2 separate regions of the Gossypium hirsutum genome follow, and region 2 is linked to region 1. The links are chromatin contacts, called in public Hi-C maps. All regions are on one chromosome and are shown on one strand. Each heading gives the region's core, a stretch centred on a gene start, on an enhancer-like site or on the middle of the called end of the contact. The rest is flanking DNA. Distances are from core to core; before and after follow the strand shown. Region 1 holds the start of LOC107934310 (FT-interacting protein 3). Region 2 holds the start of LOC107934318.

Region 1 (6,450 bases), core at 2,961-5,460:
CATAAACAGGCCATCATTGTAACAAATATGGTTGCAATTTCTTGCATACAGTAGCCAGACTTGGGATTTTATATCGGCTAACATTGGATGCATAAAGATAAAGTAGGTACTTGCATTCACCAAAACATGTCAGGCAACAGCTGTAATCGATGTTTTTACAACACGAAGTTAAGTCCACAGTTCCAAGAAAACCCCACAACCTATTTACAACATACTATCTGTCCTTGCAGGCAGACGACGGAAGAAATTGATCGGTGCCGAAGGTGTCTTGTGGCGAAACCTGGGATGCCTCATAACATAAAACCCAGCAAGAAGAGCAATCATCTGAAAAGGTGTGACATACAAAACAATGGCAGCCACCAGACATAATAACACAAATATTGTCGTGGCACGAGGATCCCGCCAGCTTAGGAGTGCCTGAAGCCGCTCGCCTTGTGTAGCTATGTCACCAACAACAGTCTGAATTCGCCCTGCGACACTCCTTAAACGATCATACCTCATCCGAACTATATCCGAGCTTTTCGATGCAGGAAAGGTCTCGAATTCTTCATCTAGCTCATCAGGAGAAACTGCATCGGCACAAGAAAGACTAGTGTTCATATGAGGAGGGTACCTTGGTCGATAACGATAGTTCCAAACCCCTATAAGGAACATGTATAAGAAAACCGTTGGTAAAATCAGCTCTGGGAAACAAACGAGCATTGCGAATAGGGTATGAACCAGCACTGTTGTAATAGGGTTCTTCCACGTGCAAACTTCACCAAACCATTTTCCAGCCGAAAATAATCCCGAGAAGACCGATGTCAGTCGCAAAAAGTTTGCCTTGCTGCGCCTCATGCTCCAAAGGTGAGCATTTGCATCGGACATATATTCGACTACTTCTCTCCTGAGAGGAGGTTCTGCCCGACCAAGCCGAGCTGCCACGATATTCACAGCCTGATGTCGCAGAATGTCTTGCTGTATCACGCTCAACGGCCTTTTGTAGTGCATCTTTGGCAGAAGAGGAAGCGAGTACTGAGACATCATATTAACCATCGATGTTGACGAAAATCGTATTGCTAAATGGAGTTCACCCAATTTCTTGACACCAGAAGGGTGAAGAACCAGCAGCGGGTAACAGTGTGTGTAAACACGACCAGTTTCCAGTGTAGATATACGAATCCGTACCTTTCCGATTTTGTTATCTCTGCTATTATCGGAACCTCCAATCTGAGAGTTATCAAAGACCCCCACCGTGAGAACCGTGGCTGTATCATAAACTTCCCAGGTGTACTGCTCATTATATTTTGGATTCAAGCTATTTACTATGGTTCGAGTTCGAACCCATTTATGGCCATACTTTGCAACACAATATGTATCAGATGTACCTTTTCCGTCTCTAGTTTTCATTGGTTGGAGCCCGTCAGCATTCAAAATTCCGAGTTCTAAAACACCAATTGACGATTTCCAGAGCTGCTTTGCTGTTGGCCGGAGATCACTGCTATACTGAGTTGATTCATCAAGAACATGGTATCCTCCATCAAGACAAACACAAACATGGAGCCTACTATGAAATTTATCCTTCTTTGCACGATCACTGTCCATGGCATCGGATAAAGATTTCTCCAGGTTGTACCACCGGGTACGGACAAAGCGATCATCAGCACGCCTATCAATGGAGTTCAATGCTATGACAGTCCTTCCAATGGTCTCATCCTTATTAGGACCTGCATGATCTTCAACTGTAAAAGTCAGATGATCTTCGAAGGGTTCGGCAGCAACAAACATAAACTCTTCGTTCCAGATTGGATTCATATTTCGAGTTTGGACTGGTTTTGTCTTTAAGATCTGGTTACCAATCTGAACCTTAACATATGCATCAGGAAACCTGCTCTTGTCAGCTGGAACAAGGTCTTGAGCCTCAATAACATTGACACGGACATACCACAGTCTCGGAGAGTGATAAACCTTTGAGCGGATATATGTCGGGGAAACTGAAGTGCTATCACCTGGAGCAATAGCATCCGAATGCCAAGCATCGGGAAAAGCCTCATCAGCCTGTGTGCCATACCAAACTGCAAGCATCAGTTCTCCTTTCTTTTTCTCTCCTTTCTTATCTTCTAACCGATACCATTCCGGAGCCAACGGACTATCAGGTGGAACCCTTGTAGGAACCTCGTGGAGATCAATGCGCACGAACCCAACAGAGTCATCTTTCACTAAATCCTTATCCTTCACAACAACTTCTAGCACAGATGACTGCACTGTTTCCCTTGAAAAGGCAAACACCTGATTCCATTCTGGATTTTGTTTCTTTTCATAATGCTTCGTGATTCCTTTGTAATTTCCTACTTTCACTTCAACATACGGATTGAGGCTGCCTGTCGCATCTTTTGAAGGAAGATCTCGGGCTTTCACCACTCGTACAAAAAGGAATCTCATCTGCTCAACAAGGTCATAGGTGCTGGTTGGTCTGTCTCCTCGTATGACTCGGCCTCCAACAATTCGTCCTCCTCCAAGAAATGGACTTGTCTCTTTAAGAGCATAATCAAATGGTTGAGATGATGAACCCGGGAACGCCTGTGGTCCGGATTTCATCTCATGTACTCCATAATTCATTTGTTGTTGGGGTGGTGCTGGGGTAACTTTTTGCTGCTGCTGTTGTGGCTGCTTTGCATTTGGAAGATGAAAAAATGTGTGTCTTTTGCCATTTTTCTCTTTGGAAATTGACTTCGGGACTACATCCGGTTCCATGGCTGGAAGTGGATTCGAAGGTTTTATCGAAGGATCATCAGTAACAAACACTTTCAAACCAAGCTCTCCTTTCGCACGGGAGAAAATGCTTCGTTTCTCAAGAGGGTAGTGCAAAACAACCGCATCGGAGTAATTCACGAACGATGGTGCAGTGAGTCGAACCTTCCCAAGACAAGTCTTCGCGTTGTTTGCTTTGTTATGGTTGTAAACAAAAGCTTCAAGTGGGAGGCTTGACAACTTGTTTGGATCCGATACATTGAAATAGAAACTCTCGTTCCATACCGGATTGAGATCTTTCTCTTTAGTAGTGGTCCGGCATCTCTGGCCATCGAACTCGAGCTCCACAAAGGCACAGAATGATCCCTGCCCATCTTTGGCTAACAGGTCATGCGCCCCCACCACCTCCACCCCCAACTTGAGACTACTCATAGTTTGTATCAATCAAACCGGAACCAGAAATCACTTTATTGACTATCGATAATTGAAGTCGATCAAAATAATACCTGAAATAAAAAGAAAACTAACAGTTTAACAATGATAATTCATGTATGAATTTAAAACAGATGAATTTCAGTCCCTCCATGAACAAATAAGCAAGCAATATCGAAAGGATATAAGCACTGAAAATGCAAAAAAGCGCAAAACACAACAAATTAATACAACAAGAACCCAGTATAATGAGAATTAGCATGAAACTGCAATGAATTTTTTTATATATAAATAAATATTTTTTTCAATTTAAATTCTCCAAATTCTTGACAACCAAGCAGTATATAATCTGTAATTTTATCATGTAAAATTATGAAAAAGGAAAGTTGAGATTCCAGCCAGAGATTAAAAAGGGGAAATAATTCCATGAATTTTTTTCTCATACTAAAGCAAGATTCTGAGAGAAAGATACCATACTTTAGTTTCACATCAGAATATATATATACACACACATAGGATCTTTTTGATCCTTTTACAAAATCAAAGCTCAGTCCATGTTTCCTTCTGGGAAACAATTACTGGGTTTTTTTTTGTTATTTAAGAAACTTATGGCAAAAACTTTCCTCTATGAAAAGCGTCTATTTTTTTTTTAAAGTTTGAAGAAAGAAAAGGAAGAATCAGCTTACTTTTTTCAGGTTTCAAAGAACACCCAACAATCAGATACCAAGAGTAGAAAAAACCCCGAATACACAATAAAAATAAAATAAAATCATCGAACAAGAAGAAAAGAATTTAAGGGAATTTAAAGAGATTAAAAACAACTGACCTCTGTTTTAAAAGCTGAAAGCTCTGTTAGGAAAGTGAAAGGAAGCTTGAAAGGAGTGTATATGATAGCATCTATGAAACTTAGGAGAGAAGGAGATTAATTTAAAAATTTAGAAATAAAATACAGTTTGACCGAGAGAATATTAGAGAGTCGTCTAAAACGAGTAAAATGAAATGTTTTTTTCTGAAGATGATGGAGATAAATTAAAGAAAAATCAAAACGAAATAAGAAGAGATTCACTGTTTAAATTTAATTATCAGTTTCCAACTTTCCTTTTTTCCCTTTTGGTTAAATTTCACGAAAGTCCCTGTAACATTCTTGGGAAATTTAGTTTATGTGCTAAAATTTGTCATTTTTAACCTTTTACTTTTTCAAAATGTGTATTTTTTAAATTTTATTAAATAATTTCACTTGGATTATTTTTTAAAATATATGATGCTGCGGCATGTATACTTTGCAATTATTTTTTAGTTTTGGATAAATATTATACAGTTTTCTCTTTTCTTTAAACGTGTAAAAAAATTGTTACCATATAAAAAATATCAAAATTTATATGCCAAATCATCATATTTTTTAAAATTAAACCATTCCAAATTATCTGACAAAATTAACAAAAAAATAACCACCTATTTCGAAAATATAGGATCAGAAAGGGTCAAATTACAATAGAAGGATTAAAAATGAAAAAAAGGTATAAAAAAGGGACTTTCAAGAAATATCGACCTTGTTTTCACTTCTAATCTTATACGACAACGATACGGGTGTTGACGTTTTTTTTTCTTTTTAATACAATTTCAACACTCTTGAATGTGCTCGTTATGGCACGCGCTGTACTTTATTGACACGTGTGGTAATTCTTTTCAAATTGCATGTCGATGTCGTCTTTAGTTGACTGTTCTTTAATTTAATTTAGCGTGTTTTTCAAATTATTTTGACAACTTAACTGAAAATTAGATGATTGGTTCAAAAAAAAAATGAATATATGAATTTGTTACATTGTTCATTAATGTTTTTACGAAATGAAAAGTTTTAACTCTTTATTTTATTAAATTTTAGGGGTATAATTAGGTATCAATTAAAATAATTTATCAATTGGCCAGATAAATGGTTTTAATGTATTGCTTTTTATTAATAAAAATAATTATTTTTTAAAAAAATGAATTTTGTTGTGGGCTTTCCTCCTCCATTCATTTTCCAGATTTTATTTAGTTGATCAACAGGAAATTAAAAAGCAAAATAGAATAAAGCAAAACTTTTTGGTTCAAGGACTAGTATTCATGCTTTCCTTATTCAATGTGCTAACATTTAATAACACCAGCTAATTAGTTTTGGGAAATAAAAATACAATTATTTACAGTAAAAGAGGAAAACAAATTTGAAATTCATAACTTAGTATTCTATCCAAAAAAATTCCTAAATTAGTCAAACTTGATTTTATTATGTACAAAACAACTTAAATGAGTAAAATTGTTCTCATGTAAAATTAATTAGGGATTTTTTTTTGCATATTTAAATATGTACAGAATAGTTGAATGAAAGTTTAATAATAAAAAATTATAATTTTTTTATATATATTTGGTTGATAAAATGTAATTATATCGTAATTCGTTATGCCATATTTGTAGTATAAATTATAATTATACAATTATATAATTTATATAAAAAATTATTAGTATGATAAAAAATAATTTTTAAACATGTAACAAAAATTAAAATCAAATCATCATATGTATTATGCCAATATAAAAAAAGTAGTTGATATACGATTACTAAAAAAATAGCAAGAAAATAAACATTATATATAACTTTATCTAACTGTTCTCGTGCATATTTGTCGGATTAGTCCATCTTTAATATTTAACATGTGCTCTTTATTATCATTTCGACTTGAATCTACATCATTAAGATTATCAAGATTTCTTTATTCCAAATACTCTTTGTTAGAGCTAAGTGACTCGAATCCTTGTTAAAATAAAATAAAGTGGTAAAATAAAATAAAAGTAAAATCCATATAGAACTATACTTTTTATTATTATTTTACATTAATTAGAATAAGATTTTTCAACCTTACTACACTTCATCTATTTGACATTGATTAGAATAATGTTTTTTCAACCTATAAATAAACTCCTCTTGTATCATTCGAATTCGAAATTAGTGAATTTTCTTCTCCTCTGCTCGTAATTTTTTTCCCGAAAGGGTTTCCACGTAAAATCTATGTGTTCTTCTTTTTTCTTTCTTTTTTTTGCTTTGCGATCGTTCTATATTGTCATTATCGATGTTAGTTCTACAAACTGGTATCAGAGTTTTTCGAGTTGCTTGTCTCGATCACAGTAATAGTGACAATGAAGTATGATATTCCTCTGTTGGATCGCAACACTAGATTTGCGTTGTGGCAGGCAAAGATGTAGGCAATTCTTGCGCAAATGGATTTAGAGGATGCCCCACTAGGGTTAGATAAG
Region 2 (6,450 bases), core at 1,551-4,050, 220 kb before region 1:
TACAAACAGACATCGAGTTATTCAAAAGTTTTCATTTAATTCATTGAGTTATTAAATTTTTCTTTTTTAAGTTCAACTTGCGAGCTTTAAGTAACAATTTGATAAACAGTACGATGGAATAGCATCTATCAATGAGTAGAGACAATTCCTTAGATCCAAAACGATTTGACACCCAAAGTTGGGAATAGAAGAAGAAATTTTTTCGAATTTTGATTCACAAATTCGTGACGTTCAAAACTGATTTATAAAAAAAAACTAAACTATAGAAGAGGAAAGACTAGAGAGCTTTCGATGAATGTTGGCAGTGTGAACGGAAAAAAGTCATATAGCGACAATTTTATCAATTCAATGACTTAAATGAAAACTTCTAAATAATTTAATTACCGTATATTAAACTTTAATTAGGTAATAATATATTTAGAGCTAATCTAATTTTGAATTTATAAAAATTGAAAAGTTTTTATTTTACTTTATAAAAAGTAAAAATAGACAAGTTAATCTATAATTTTGTTGCACCTTACCCGACATCTTTGAGTGGCAAACAAATTAACAAAAGACAATAAATGAAACAAATTAGCAATTCAAGTTCTTGTTATTACTTATAATTGAATTAATTTTTGAATTTGTATAAAATACGAGATCAGTTTTTATAAATTAAAGTAACAAAATAAATTTTCAATTTTAATAAAGTACGAAGGATTTATAATTACTGAGGAATAATTAAAAAGATTAAATCTTGCCAATTGAATCTTAACTCGATTAGCATCGATATTATTGTCAATGTAGAAAGATGTGGATTCAAGTACACAAAAACATATTATTCTTCTATTTATAAGTTGAGAAAGGACAAAGAATTGTTTTAAAGATTGCATCAAAAACAACAAATATAATAAGAACTTATAATTGTTTAAAAAAAAGGTTAAATCATTTTTTTGGGCTTGAACTTGAGAACTATATCAAAGTACGATTTTTTTTTCAAGTTTAGCATTAAACTTAGCAATTGTTCTCGACTTAAACTTTTTTTTGTCAAAATTAATCCATAATATTTCAAACCTCGACATGGGAACAGTTATCAAGTTCAAGTCCCAATATAAAAAACAATTACCAAGTTTAGAGTATAAATTCGACAAAAAAAAATTCAAACCCCAATATGAAAATAATTACTTAATTCAAACCAAAATGTTCATGCTTCAAAATAGTGATTTATCCCTAATTAATACTATTAGAGCTCAACAATAAAGTGTTTAAAGTTGCAATCTTGAAAAGATATCAAACTCTAAAACTAGTACCAAAAATGTAGATACCTTACTAAAAAGGCTAATCTTAACAAATAATTACATCGAAAACAGCTCTTACATTTTAAGAAGACAATCAAAGCCCCTAGTAGAATTGAGAAACAAAAATACTACTAAATAAAAAAAGAAAGCACTTCATTACAGAAAGCTCCCTTGCGGTACAGACATTGAAATCAGTATCTTCAAGTAATTACACCATAACCATACCTGCAATGGTGGAAGGAGAAAAAAAAAAAACACACGAGTAGAGTAAGCCTTTCATTTCGAAATCTAGATTTCGTCAATTATGAAAATAAAGCTTCATTGGATCAACTAATTTTCTCTTTTTCAAAGCAGGGTGTATAATGCCATTGCAAGACTCTAGCTTCTCAATCCTGGAAATGCAAACTTTCATCCGTTTCAAAACAACCGGCATTGCTGAAATGTTACTCGAAATTTTGCCTTTAAGTGATCGTATCTTCTCTTCCGCCCTTTGTTCGTCATCTGATTTCATCTCTTTTGAATCTATAAAAATAAACAAAATCTAGGTCAATTATGGAGAAAAAATTATTAAGTCCCAATTCCAAAAATCTTATAAAATTGAAGGGTGTAACTCTACCTGCATTATTTTGTGCTGAAGGTCCAGGATCCGACCCATCATCAATGCCGGGCAAATCGGGTCTTTGAGCGGAAAGAATTGAATCGAGAGTCGTCTTAAGCTGATCTGGAATAGTAGCTCTATATTCTAGAATCTTCTCTGCCATTTCCTTCACATCTGATTGCAGCTCCTCCAAGTCCTCTTCGGAGTCGGGTTCCGATTCGGCCCGTCCATTGCCAATGCGGGTCTCTAGGGTTTTGAGCTTGTTGTTCAGAGCCATCTATCAGAGAAGATTAGATTTTATTTGCAGAGACCCCTTCTTCTTTTGGGAACATTAGGGATTTGAAATTTGAAAAGTTCGAGCGTCTTTTGAATCTTTTGATGTTGAACCTGAAGCTCTGTACGAGCTGTTAGCCCCCACTTGGGTCAGCACAACGTCGTCGTATAAACTTGGTGCAACTAGACCAACTCAACGGCGTCGTCTGAAGGCTTCCTATATACGCCGTTAACAATTTAACACTAAACATACTAGTTTAGGTCTAATGATGATTGCAGTCCCTCTACTACTCTAAAAATTAGATTCTAATCTTCATATTTTAGATTTTCTAATTTTAGAATTTAAAGCTTCCTTAAGATTATAAGTAAATCCAAATTGTTGATAAACACCATTTAGTAAATTCAAATTGATAAACACCGTTAATAGTTGCCTATTGTCTTAAAAAATCCAATAAATAGTGTTCAATTAGTCTAAAGCCGAATCTCAAAGCTGGGTTTTCTTTTTTAAATGATGTACTATTAGCCATTTGAACCTACCAATAATATTGTAAGAGTAGAATGACTAAATTATGCCAAATCAAAGTAGAAAAACTGAATCCCAAATTTCAACATAATAAGGGGTCTAAAACCATAATTAGATCACTAAAATCAGGCTATTTGTAAAAATATTGTTCAATTTTGCCTGTGCCTGCATTGAACAACTACTAAATATACAAGCATTTTACTCATCTTAAGGATTTGGGACTCAGATAATAAATTAGTACTTTTTCTTTTTCATTTTAAGAAAAAGACATGATTTGTCTTTCATTTGCTAAATATATAATATAAGCATTTTAAATGCAATAAAAATATTTATTTTAAAATAGTAAGTATTTTAATATTACTAGCAGTAAATAATCAAATGACCGCCACTGAAATTCCTTCTTCAAAAGCAATATGTACAAAGTACACACTACTAGTACTGCACAAACACAAAATTCCCTGTTGAAAACTCAAAAGGGACAAAGGAAGCTTGGCCTCATACAACAATTTTCAGGCATTCCCTAATGTAATAATAACCATAAAAAAGCCTTATTCAATAGTCAAACCTCATCACTGCTCGATCTTGTATCCTATGGATGGAGTATAGACCTACGGGTGTTCTTTAGCGTTGTTGTTGGAACTCTGCGAACTTCCTTGATGTTCTTCCCTCGATGATCCCACGATAAACTCTTTCAGTGAAGTTTGTGCTGATAGTATGCTCTTCTTGATCTGCACGTGAATATCATTTCAATAGAATCGCAAACAAATGGAGAGGAAGCCAAATTCTAAAACGGCCTTAATGAATACTGATAATACAGCACACAAATACATCACAACATCAGTCAAATCCCCAAACGACCCCAAACAAAGAATGTAAAGATCAAGCATCCAGTTCTCCAAATACCAGATCCTTGTTTCTTTCATATCCTAATTCCTATTTCCTTTCTTTTATCATTCTTCTTCCCTTGGACCATTATCATTCAAACTTAACAAGCGAAAAGCCGATTCATCAACAACCAGCATGCTACACACAACAAACATAGGAGGCAACAAAATTTATGCCTAACAAAGTTGAGAAATTTGGAGTATTTATGAAAGTAAAGAAATTATAGAGGCGTGGGCTCCATGGAATTAGAGAAAACAAGTATTAGGAGAATAGAAAAAGATTAGATTTACAAGCATATTAAAACATAGGAAGCTTAGCGCAGCTAATGTACAGGAGACCAATTACATTTTACAATATTCTATCAGCCAACATCTTACAAACTAAAAAACTTGCTTTTAAGAAGCCAAAGCCCAAAACACGAAAGCAATTAAGGTTACCCTACATGTGAAATATATATATCATACAGCAACTAGAATCGAAACTCGAAATTACTACTCTATGGGAGACAGTATTGCTTAATCATTCGTGTGCTGTCCATGATGATGAAAAAATCATCAGACTTCCTAATTTCTCAATAATTGCATTTGTAAAGTGTAACATAAATCATGAGAAAGTATCTTTTTTCAACTTCCAAAATTCACATAAAAACTCTCAGTTCCAGCATCTAAGTTCTTTTCTTATATTTCTGGACTTCATTCTAAAGGGGTTAGTTGCCATCCTATCCTGCCTATAACTGATTAAAATTTCTTCAACTAGAAGGTCCAAACCCCAATCTTTCAGGTTTTAATTATTTCATTTTCTTTTGAAAATGAATGGGATTTGAAGTTTATACTTTTTTTTTCAAGACCCCTTGGGTCTAACTAAATCCAGAGTTGAACCAAGTCAAATCCGTAAACATGGGCGAACTTAGCAATGTTTTCTCCTCCGCATGACTCCAATCCGAAACGAGATTGAGCTACTGACTACTCGACCCAATAGGTTAATACCTAACATGTTCAAATTCATTATCATTTATTATAATTCTCCACACTAAATATGAATGTAGAACCTAAACCATCAAATTGATGAAAACCCACAAAAAATAATATGACCCTTATCCTAGGCTGCAGCAGATAAGAAAAAATTGAAAACCCGAAGATTGGCCTTTGAAACCGAAACAATAGTAAAGAGTAGAAGATACTTACAGGGTCGAGAGCATTAGGTTCAGGGCCATAGTCAGCGGTTAAAAGGAAATAAGAGGCAGTAACAGTAGCCACCATGGTGATCCTCCTCACCATCTTGTCTGCTTGGGGATTCATATTTTCCGTATCATCAAATATGGTTTTTTGGTTCTAGCCAAAAAGAAAACGTTTTCCTTTTCTTCTCAATTTTGTTTTTTGGGCTTAGTTTATGGAAGGTTTTCGAAAGGTCTCGGAGGTTTTGACGGCAAGTTGCTATTAATTTTAGGGTAAACTACACAATTAGTTACTAAATTAGGGGTATGTTTTTGTTTTGGTCACTTAACTAAAAAATATTATAATTTAATTACTAATCTATTCGAAAGTTTTTATTTAAGTCAATGAAAAATTTAAAAGTTTTTATTTAAGTCACTGATATGTTAAGTTTTTTCTTCTTTTTTTTAATGTTCCATCGATGATCGATCGATTTGGTGGATCAGTACCCATCGACAAGCAGAAGAACATACTTTAGATACAAGTCGGTATGACAATCAGTGTCGGAGATAAGAGAAAAAAGTTATTTGAATTTTAGTTTGTAGATTCGCGATATTCAAAACTGTTCATGATAAAAAAAATTGAACTAAAGAAGATAATGGGAAAGAAAGCTTTCGACTGGTGCGGGTAGTGCAAACATGGAAAGTCATATAGCTTCGATTTTAACATCTTAGTGACTTAAATGAAAACTTTTGAATAGTTTAGTGATCAAGATTATAACTTTTTTGTTAAATGACTAAAATGAATATTTATCCATATTTTAGTGACTAATGGTGTAGTTTTCCCTTAATTTGATTGGTGAATTTCAGAAATGACCCTCCATCCTTATTTTTCGGTTTAATTCTAAACTTTACTCAAATTCTTTTATTCTAGTACCTACATTTTTTTATTAGAAAAGTGATATTTAAATTACACTTAATGCACAAATTGCCCCTAAAGTATCTTAGTTTTCTTTGCTTCAGTTACATGATTTATCTCAAAATGTTAACCCCGTTAAAAAAACCCGGTCATCTCCTCCAATCAATTATAAATGGTCACATGGTGCATTCCGGTAAATACATCTAAAATTGTAGAAAATATTTTAAAAATGTAAAAATCATAAATATATATATATAAATGTAAAAAATTAAAAGGTATTCAAATTAATTTTTTAAAATGTAAAAACATATAAAAACAAATTATAAAAATATAAAAAAATATAAAAATATAAAAATTATGAAAATGAAAAACCATTAAAAATTATAAATCATTTTTTAAAATTCAAAAAGCATGTAAAAATTCTAAAAAATTATTTAAAATTTAAAAAATATAAAAAAGGGTAAACTACTAAACTAGTCACTTTTGTTTACCTTATGTTACATTTTATGTAACAGCCTAATTTTCAGTGGTGTCGGAAATAGTGGTTTGAGATCACTAAATCCGACGAGTGAGTTCAAAAATTTTATTATTTATTATTTATGAGTTAAGTGTGATTTTAGAAAGATTTTTGAATTAGTAATTTGTGTTTTAAAAGAAATTATTAGGTTAAGTGGTTTTGAAAACAAGGTATCGAGACCTCGATTTCATAAATTGAGTCGTAAATATTTTTATAAATATTATGGAGTGTCATTGAGTTAGTCGTAAAGTTTCGTTTAAAAATTTTAACGTTTTGATAGTTAATTAATTAAAAAGAACTAAATTGAA

What was found. Hi-C and Micro-C count contacts between places; a contact is called where the count stands out from the background.
Region 2: a Hi-C map of leaf shows a contact between it and region 1, with 2.8 times the contacts expected there. The contact joins the promoter of LOC107934318 here to the promoter of LOC107934310 in region 1. A contact is called at or near these places in 11 of 34 Hi-C or Micro-C datasets (callus, hypocotyl, leaf and 1 more).

Annotation. Positions count from the first base shown.
Region 1 is chrA08:104,266,321-104,272,770 of Gossypium_hirsutum_v2.1, reverse strand. LOC107934310 (FT-interacting protein 3) reads right to left here and starts at 4,210. Exons shown (of 2, transcript XM_016866693.2): 1 at 3,989-4,210; 2 at 89-3,236. The coding sequence starts at 3,162. The coding sequence ends at 205.
Region 2 is chrA08:104,483,680-104,490,129 of Gossypium_hirsutum_v2.1, reverse strand. It overlaps LOC107934318, which reads right to left and starts at 2,800. Exons shown (of 2, transcript XM_016866720.2): 1 at 1,894-2,800; 2 at 1,335-1,799. The coding sequence starts at 2,152. The coding sequence ends at 1,576. LOC121202932 reads right to left here and starts at 4,984. Exons shown (of 2, transcript XM_016866722.2): 1 at 4,741-4,984; 2 at 3,043-3,399. The coding sequence starts at 4,854. The coding sequence ends at 3,280.